Regions from separate parts of the Sus scrofa genome. Here region 2 is linked to region 1. Evidence: chromatin contacts called from public Hi-C data. All regions are on one chromosome and are shown on one strand. Each heading gives the region's core, a stretch centred on a gene start, on an enhancer-like site or on the middle of the called end of the contact. The rest is flanking DNA. Distances are from core to core; before and after follow the strand shown.

Region 1 (4,880 bases), core at 888-3,387:
TTATTACCACCCCGCCCCATACCACTTGTTGGTTTTTTGTCTTCCTGCTCTCATTAGGATTGATTGCACTTTAGCTCCACTAAATAGCAGTCATGTTTGAATTTACTTTTATCATCATCTTGGGATTTTTTTCCATCTTTCTCTCCTGCGTTACGTAACTCCTGCTTTTTGGATCTTTTGTTTTCTTCTTCCTCAGTTTACTTTTCTGTTTGGCAGGTGCAGTCTTTTTCTGAGAAAAGGGTACAAAGGAAGTAAAAATTTGAGAACTTGTACATCTGATAAAGTCCTGTACTCACTTGATTGGTAATTTAGCTGTATTTATGCACATTCCGAGTTGAACATCACTTTCTGTTAGAACTTGGGAAGCATCATCCTTGTCTTCTAAAGAGCTCAGGGGTTCTCAGCCTTGGCTGGAGGATCACTGGAACCATGTGGGGAATTTTGAGAATGCTTGGGCCCGCCCCCGAGAGAGTCTGGTTGAAGCCCCTCCCCTTGGCGATTCTAATGCTCGGCCAAGGTTAAAAACCATTGGTCTGGAGTTCCCGTCCTGGCTCAGTGGTTAATGAATCTGACTAGGAAGTACGAGGTTGCGGGTTCGATCCCTGGCCTCGATCAGTGGGATTGAGGATCCGGTGTTGCCAGGAGCTGTAGTCTAGGCCAGCAGCTACAGCTCTGATTAGACCCCTACCCTGGGAACCTCCAGGTGTTGCGGGTGAGGCCCTAGAAAAGGCAAAAATCAAACAACCCAGAAAAACCCCACTGTTCTGGCTTCTGCCTTGGGTGCTGAGGTACATTCCTGTGCTAATTGCCCTGCCTTAGCCACCATCTGTTTTTACCCACTCTGGAAGCTTTTGTTATTTCTCTATTATGTATTGATGGTGTTTAGGAATTTCATTGAATGTTGGTGTGAATTTTTTTTTTTTTTCATTTGTGGTGGTTGTACTAGGAACCAAGTTGGTTCTTTTCAATCTAGAAACTCTTCATTCTGAGAAAATTTTTTTGTGTTTTTCAAAAAGTTCTTCCTCTCTCTTTGTTTTTCCCTGCGCTTTTTCTGGAATCCTTACAGAGTGTTGGACTCTCTGGACTGATCGTCTGATTATCTTATGATTTCTCTGCCATTTTTGTCTCTGACATTTTATTCTATATTCTAGGAAAGTTCTTTTAACTTTATTATCCACGTTTTTGTTTGTTTTAATTTTATTTCCAAGAGCTGTCTTTTTTTTTTTGCATGAATGTGCATTTTTGTAGCAATCACTCTTTCAAGTCTGTGACTTTCACTGTCCTTTGTTGTTCTGATCTTCGTCACTCATGTTAGAACTTCCCTTAAGCAGTCGCTTGTGGCTATGTGTTGATATTTAACTTATCAGGAGACAGGTTGTGGGATTGTGGATTGTCTGGTTTCCCTGAAGGGTGTTGTCTGTTTGTCGGGGGAGTGTGGTCAGTTGTGTGTGTGTGTGTCCTCTGACAAATTCTGAGTTAAGCCTAAGTGTAATTAAAGTGTTTGCTCATTGCTCTTAGCACATCAGCTTTAGGAGGATCAGTTTTATGGCCAAGTTCTGGTTCTCTGAGCTTTGTGCATCAAGTCATTTGCATCATTTGTATAATTAGCATAGAGAAGCCGTTTATGTCCTTTGACATGGTTATAGAAGTTTGTTTTTTCCTTTGATGACTTATTATTTAAATGTCATATCTATTAATAGATATATGGGCTCCATACCTATAGCATTATTAATTATCTGTGACAAAAATAACAGGTTACATCTATTATGTAACATTATGTAACATTATATTAGATAACTGTATAGAATTAGTCACATAATACATACAAAGAACCCTGCACAGTCATGCTATAGGATAGAAGATTATTTTTTTTAAAGTTTCCACCTTTTATTCAGATTTTGCGATTTCATATTTTTGTAACCTAAAAGATTAGTTTTCTAAACTGGGATTTCCAATTTTAATTAAATAAAATGCTTATTTTAATTTTCTCAGACTGAATGCCCTGGAGAAAATGCATTACTTAGAGTAGGTGGTGTATTAATTTGATTAGTGATGATAGATAAGAGGAAAGTTACTACATAGCATTGAAACCAAAACACCTCTGACTCAACCCAGACTGGGCCTTGAGCCCACAGGTATTTAATTAGAATCACTCACTCAGTGTCTGGCCTTACTGAGGCTCAGGTTTTTGTGTCTCAGTGAGAGACAAAATGATGGGCAAGAAACAGATTAAGAGGACGCTTGTGAGAGATAGCAGTGGGCAGGCAAAGAAGCCCTGCCCTGAGCGGTTGGGTGGGCTGCATTTTTATAATCTAAGGAGAGTGGGGAGGGTGAAAAGCCCGCCTTCTTCCTTGTCCGTCAAGTAGAGGGCGGGCTTGCATCATTAGCTCCTCCTCCCTGTGGGCTCCGACTAGGCCCGGTGCTTATTCAGATCAGCAGAAGGTGGTCACAGGTGCTGAAGTATGTTGGATCATCTCGGGTTTCCTCCTTTGGCGTGTGTGTCCTCCATCCCTTAACTTCCTGTCCTCGGTCCTAAAGATCGTTATCTTGCCAAACTTGAATGCAGGCCACATTTACCTTTCACCTAGTGGCCTGAGGCATATCTCGTGCTTTTACCGTTAAGCAAGACCTCCCTCGTTCCATGACATTCTGATGGCTTTCTTGAGCGATTATTAACTTACAGTGGTCTCCCAAAGTTCCCTAGGTCTCCCTCTCTGTCTGTGGTCCCTCCCGGGACCTGTACACCTGCTGTGTAACTCTCCTACTCCAGCCCTATCAGCATGAGCCAACTTAGAATTCTATTAGAGTAATCAACTTGTTGGGTACTTGGTTTTTAAATTTAGTTATGAAAAAAATTGTTAAAATGTAGAAAAAAAATAAAAAACAAAAAACTGAAGCGTTTTTAAAAAACACACTATTTTGATATAATTTAAACTTGCAGAAAAGTTGTTAAGAGTAATACAAGGAACTTCCTAACACTCTTAACCCAAGTGCACTGATTATGAAAACAGGCATTTTAAAGTTAACTGTTAACTTTCTCCTAAATAAATATTTTAAAACATTAAAAGCTTCTGCTCTGAATGAGATCTTTGATATCTGGTCAAATTAAAAGTTTTAAAAAACTGTGAATTCATAATACAGAACAGTTTTATTTGAGAAATTAACACATTTTTCTAACATGCTGCTAAGGTACATTGTAGATTTATTTCTCTGTCTTTTCCATTTTGCCTCTTCCAAAGTATGTTTAGATTCATATACTTCTGCTAAAAGGGAGTCTCTTAATATGCTTCATTTTAGTATCCTTCACGTCCATCAGGCTTACTTGTTGGTACTGACTTAGGGCTTTGGAGGGGGCGGACTGTTCAAGGTGGAGGCTGGCAAGTCTGTGAGGTGGAGAGCAGTCATTCATTCTTGCTGCTGCTGTTAGGGGGACGTTTTCCTCTCCCCTTCTAGGTTCTTCCGGCTGGTCTAAGAATTCAGTTGACATGAGACAGATTAACATGAGAAAATCAAACAAAATTTTAATAACATGTATACATGGGAGAGACCAGGAGAGCTTAGTAAGTCACCAAAATGGCCAAAGCCTTCACTTTAAACACCATCCTCAGCTAAAGACAAAGAGCATGTTGGGTAGAGGTTTAGGACTTCACGGGGGAGGGAGGTGATTCACATGGAGATGGAAAAGCAGATGTTTGGGAAACAAATATTGGCTGGGCCCGTGGAGACCACAGGACACAGAGTGGACTCTGATCTCTGGGTCCTGCCTGGTTACCTCACCACACTTAGCCGGTTTCTTTTCAGATATCTTTGGTCATAACTCTATTCCAAAAGCAGGCCCTTTTCTTATTCTTTAGGCAACTGCAGGGGAGGCAGAAAGACTCCCTGGGAGTTCCCTCGTGGCTCAGTGGTTAAGGATCCAGCATCATCACTCCTGTGGCTTGAGTCACTGCTGTGGCATGGATTTGACTCCTGGCCCAGGAACTTCTGCATGCTATGGGCATGGCCCCCCTCAAAAAAACCAAAAAGACTTCCTGAATCTTCTGTTTCTTGTAAATAATCAGCCTGAAGTTTCTGTTGTGGCGCAGCAATAATGAATCCGACTAGTATGCATGAGAACCCTGGTTCAATCCCTGGCCTTGCTCAGTGGTTTAAGGATCCAGCATTGCTGTGGGCTGTGGTGTAGGTCGCAGACATGGCTCGGCTCTGGCATTGCTGTGGCTGTGGTATGGGCTGGTAGCTGTAGCTCCAGTTCGACCCCTAGCCTGGGAACTTGCTTATGCCACAGGTACAATCCTAAAAAAGACCAAAAAAAAAAAAAAAAAAAAAGCCTAAAATAATCTTTATGCCTAAAGGCACATTTTGAAGTGGCAGATTTTGTTCCCCCATATGCCATATGTAGTCATAAGTATATATTTTTGCCAACCTGGCTACAAATAGCATTTTAAAATTACTAAACTAGCTTAAAATTCCTATATGTTTTGGAAGTAATATGTTGGTACTACTGTAAAATTACTCTATTGATTATCATTTTTCTTTTGCAGTGGAATAATAAGCAGAAATAAAGTTTTGTTCAGGAAACCATTTTTTAAATTTATAGCTGCTACTCCAATGGTAAATCCTTGCTGAATGATAGCATGTGTTTTACCAGAGTGTGATAACCTTGTGTGTTTCACAGCTTGGGCAGCACTAAAGCACTTTAGTTCTATGTAACGTTTGATTCAAACAATTTTAATTGGAACCTCTAAACTTTTTGTATTGTCTTAATTGCTTCTCGTCTCTAATATTCTTATTGCTGTAAACAACATCTTTGTGGGGTTTTACCTTTTTTTTGTGGTGGTTTACCTTTTTTCTAGTTCAGCTTCACTTTTTACTTTTTTACT
Region 2 (4,290 bases), core at 211-2,710, 86 kb before region 1:
TAACACCTGTAGTTTGAAAGCCACCGCTCTAAACTTTGGCCAGTTTTTCTATTTAGGCCTCCAAGTCACAGGCAGTCTGAATATGCCCCATTTCCTTGGGCAGCAGGGATAAAGATTACTCCTTTTAAAGTGCTGGCCACCTTTTGAGGCCCAGGGGCCTCGGCCCACACTCAGAAAGTTACTCTCCGAGGTTTAAAGTGATGGACGCTTCAGCAAGGCCCTAGCCTCACCCTTGCACGAGGGGTTTCAAGGCTCTAACGCCCTCTCTCAGAGTGAGAACCTGCCCGCACCGATCTCAAGCGATTTCCTGACACAACTCTTGCTAAAGAGAAAAAATAACTTCTGATCTCTTCTGACCTCAACAATAACAATCAGGTACTGCTTTTAAAAATTATGTAATATTTGAGATTAAAATAGCAGTGTCCTTTGGGGGCATGGTGACTTGTGGTTACATGGGTGTGTTCATTTCGTCCAGTTCAGTGCCTACCGTTCGATCCCCAGAACGACACTCTGATCCTATATGCCCATCAAGAACTAAGCTATAATTACATCGCGGAATGTTCACACAACAGAATACTATACAGTAATAGGAGCAAAGAAATGATCATTTGTTATTACATGCAGGCGATGAATCTCAGAACATGATGGTAAGGCAAGATGTCAAATACGTAATAGCATGCGCGGCAGCCTTCCATTGGCACGAGGTACCAAGCAGGCACAGCTCATCTGTGCCCTTGGACGTCAGGATGGTTGGTCGTTTGGCACATAATGACAAGAAGGGAGCACAAAGATGTCCAAAGTCTGGGAAAAGTTCTGTTTCATGATCAAGGGGCTGGTTACATGCATGTGCTGCTTGTGAAAACACACAGTAGCTTGAGAACTGCAACAGCTGTAAGGATGGAGAGTTTGCATTTCTGCGAGGCTGATGACTGGGACGAGGTCACATATTCCTGAAGTGGCAGAGGCAGGTTTCAATCCAGGTCGCCTGCCTCCAGCGCCCAGGTGTACAGCCTTCTGGGGAACTCCTGTTACTCAGTAGCATTCGGTGTTGTCAGTTTTTGGATTGGGGCCATTTTAACGGGCGTGCAGTGCCCTTACCACTCTAGGCACCCTCTTTCGTGGTGTATGTTCCTCGCGTACCTGAGGAGAATCTGTATTCTACTACAGTTGAGTGGAGGGTTCTGTAAATATCCGTCAGATCTTGTTGGTTGACCCTCTGGTGGAGTTCTGCATCTTACCTAGTTTTCTGGCTAGTTATTCGATCCATTGTTGAGAGAGGGGTGTCAAAGTCTCCAACTGTACTTGTGAACTTGTCTAATTCTTTTCCAGGCCTATCGGTTTTTGCTTCACATATTTTGTAGCTCTGATCTTTGTGCCTGCATTTGTTTCAATACACAGGCTGTGGAGAGAGACTTAGTTAAAATAAGGACATGAACTTTGCTCTATGGGGTAATAAGCTGACACGATTCTTAAGCATAGCAAGTTCCAAAGGGCTTTCTTCACTGGATAAATCACCACTTCCCAGACCTCTCTCAATATTGCTGTTTTCTGTTGAAATCTCTGAAATGAATCTCTTATGACACAAGTCTCCAATTCTATAATGTCATTTATTTATTTATTTATTTTTGTCTTTTTGCCATTTCTTGGGCCATTCCCGCGGCATATGGTGGCTTCCAGGGTAGGGGTCTAATCAGAGCTGTAGCTGCCAGCCTATGCCAGAGCCACAGCAACACGGGATCTGAGCCCTGTCTGCAACCTACACCACAGCTCACGGCAATGCCGGATCATTAACCCACTGAGCAAGGGCAGGGATTGAACCCACAATCTCATGGTTCCTACTCGGATTCGTTAACCACTGTGCCACGATGGGAACTCCTGTAATATCATTTATTATATTATCTTGAAGTGGAGTTAGCCCCAAGTTTCTTAGTTAGAGTTCTTAAAAATGAGTTTCTAAATGAGAACTGATGAACTCCTAATTTAAACAAACAAAAAACCAGTAAAAGAAATATCACTGTCATATGTTATCTCTAACTTTTCCTAGACTACGTCTCCTACTTCCACATAAGTAAATTGTCACTTACACTGAAAAAGGTATAATGCTAAAGTTGTAAATATCTTTCAGAAGGATGGATTTCCTTTCTTGTCATGCCTGGGGAGGAAGAAATTTTCCTCTCCCCTTCTAGGTTCTTCTGACTGGTCTAAGGATTAAATTGACATGAGACAGATTAAGAGAAGGAAATCACACAGAAGTTTAATAACTTGTGCACATGGGAGTGACTCAGGAAAACTGAGTAATAGCACTGGGAGCTGTATCTGGTCACTTATGATTGAGTATGATCATGTGAGCACAAATAATGTATACATGTGTGTACAGGAGAAAATTGACAAAACACTGTAAACCAGCTATAATGGAAAAAATAAAAATCATTATTTAAAAAAAAGAGAAGAAAAGAAAACTGAGCCAATTAAACTCCTACCTTAAACACCATCCTCAGCTAAAGACAAAGAGCATGTCGGGGTAGAGGTTTAGGACTTCACGGGGGAGGGAGGCGATTCACATGGAGATGGAAAAGCAGATGTTTGGGAAACAAATATTGGCTGGGCCCCGTGGAGACCACAGGACACAGAGTGGACTCTGATCTCTGGGTCCTGCCTGGTTACCTCACCACACTTAGCCGGTTTCTTTTTAGATATCTTTGGTCATAACTCTATTCCAAAAGCAGGCCTTTACTTAAATTCTTTAGGCAGGTAACGGGGAGGCAAAAGAAAGACTTCCCTTTCTTTTTTTTTTTTTTGGCCATGCCCAAGGCATGCAACCAAACCAGAGCCCCAGCAGTGACAATGCTGAATCCTTAACCACTAGGCCAACAGGGACTCCAGGAAAAAACCTCCTGAGTCTTCTATTTCCTGACTGTCTTCGGCTCAAAATAACCAGCATGCCAAAGAGACATTTTAGGGAGGCAAATTTTGCTCCCCTATATGTGACAATGACACAATAAGTGTTTTTAATATAAATATATATGTGCGATGTGCCATCCTTGCGACTTTTTTGCTTTCTCGTTTACTATAATATTCTTTAGGAAATGAGTTTAAACTGTGGACAGAGTATTTGTATTGAATTTGAAGTCAGAAGAAAGTTCTGGATAGCAGGGGTGGGAGGCCTTAGTGAGATCTCTTTCCCTAGCTTCCCTTTAAAAACACACCTCAAGTTCCAGTTGTATCTCAGCAGAAACAACTCCAACTAGTATCTATGAGGATGCAGGTTCGATCCCTGGCCTCACTCAGTGGGTTAAGGATCCTGCATTGTTGTGGATATGGTGTAGGCTGGTGGATACAGCTCTGATTAGACCCCTATCTTGGGAACTTCCCTATGCTGCCGGTGTGGCCCTCAAAAGCAACATAATAATAATACTAAAATAAAACCCTACCTGTCTGGGCTTAATGTGGTCAGGGGGCCTGACTGTATCAGGCCCCTCTTGTAAACAGCCGTGCTGCCATGACCAGAGCCTCTCAAGCTTCAACCAGCTTTGTCAGATCTTCTCTCCTGCTAACACAAGGGAGACCCCTGGGGACCAGTCCTCCGAAGAGTAGTTAACTCTCCAAGTATCGAACCGTGTCCAAGAGAGGTCAGGAAGCTATGGATAAATGCTTCCCTCTTCCTCCCCAAGTGAATAGTTTTGAGGCATATAGAGCATAATTCTCAAAAGATTCTCAAAAGTAACTGGTTGCCCTTAAGAATAACCCACCCATGGGGATAATGCATTCCCATGTTGGTTTTCTCTTCTTCTCTTTTAACTCTCTTCTCATTCCATGCTCCCAAGCCTCATGTCTCCACATCAACTAACTGCACCCATGCCTTTGTCTCAGGCTCAATTAGTGGCCAAGACAGCAACCTTCAGGCACTTCTCTTTGGCCCTGTTACTGAGTGGCTATCAGTGTGATTAATGTCAGTGATGATTGTTACAGGTCTTTGTTGATCTCCTAATGTAATCTCAGCTCTTTTTTCCTTCAAATTAAAGTATCCTATTCTCAGCAAAATTCTCAGTAGACAACGGCAGGTGTCTACTGATTAGGATACTGGTTTCTCAGTGGGTGGGTGGACATCTAAGCCAAGGGGCCACGGGCTAAAAAAGAAAAGGGGAACAAACCGGTATCTTTATTCTCAATAATAGGCATGATAATTTCCATTTTTCAACTAACAATATACTGATGCCCAGAACATTTAAGGAATTTGCTGGTGGTTACACAGGGACTGAGTCTAAACCTGGGCTTGTTTCCTCTTTACTC

The links. Hi-C and Micro-C count contacts between places; a contact is called where the count stands out from the background.
Region 2: a contact with region 1 is called in a Hi-C map of liver, with 10 times the contacts expected there. The contact joins two enhancer-like sites. A contact is called at or near these places in 3 of 5 promoter capture datasets (fetal liver, fetal skeletal muscle and liver) and 11 of 47 Hi-C or Micro-C datasets (blood, embryonic fibroblasts, epiblast stem cells and 4 more).

The regions. Positions count from the first base shown.
Region 1 is chr4:122,885,873-122,890,752 of Sscrofa11.1, reverse strand. All of the region lies in intron 4 of ABCD3 (ATP binding cassette subfamily D member 3), which reads left to right. Among named protein-coding and RNA genes, the nearest start is that of ABCD3, 41 kb to the left of the region's middle. Within about 2 kb of position 2,137, at least 7 of the 83 cell types and tissues checked have an H3K27ac peak or open chromatin away from gene starts, as enhancers often do. A contact at or near this core is called in fetal liver and liver, where this site is marked.
Region 2 is chr4:122,971,286-122,975,575 of Sscrofa11.1, reverse strand. All of the region lies in intron 2 of LOC102161678 (a long non-coding RNA gene), which reads left to right. LOC106510223 (a long non-coding RNA gene) reads right to left here. Exons shown (of 2, transcript XR_001308524.2): 1 at 2,481-4,290; 2 at 590-1,399. Among named protein-coding and RNA genes, the nearest start is that of ABCD3, 44 kb to the right of the region's middle. Within about 2 kb of position 1,460, at least 6 of the 83 cell types and tissues checked have an H3K27ac peak or open chromatin away from gene starts, as enhancers often do. A contact at or near this core is called in fetal liver and liver, where this site is marked.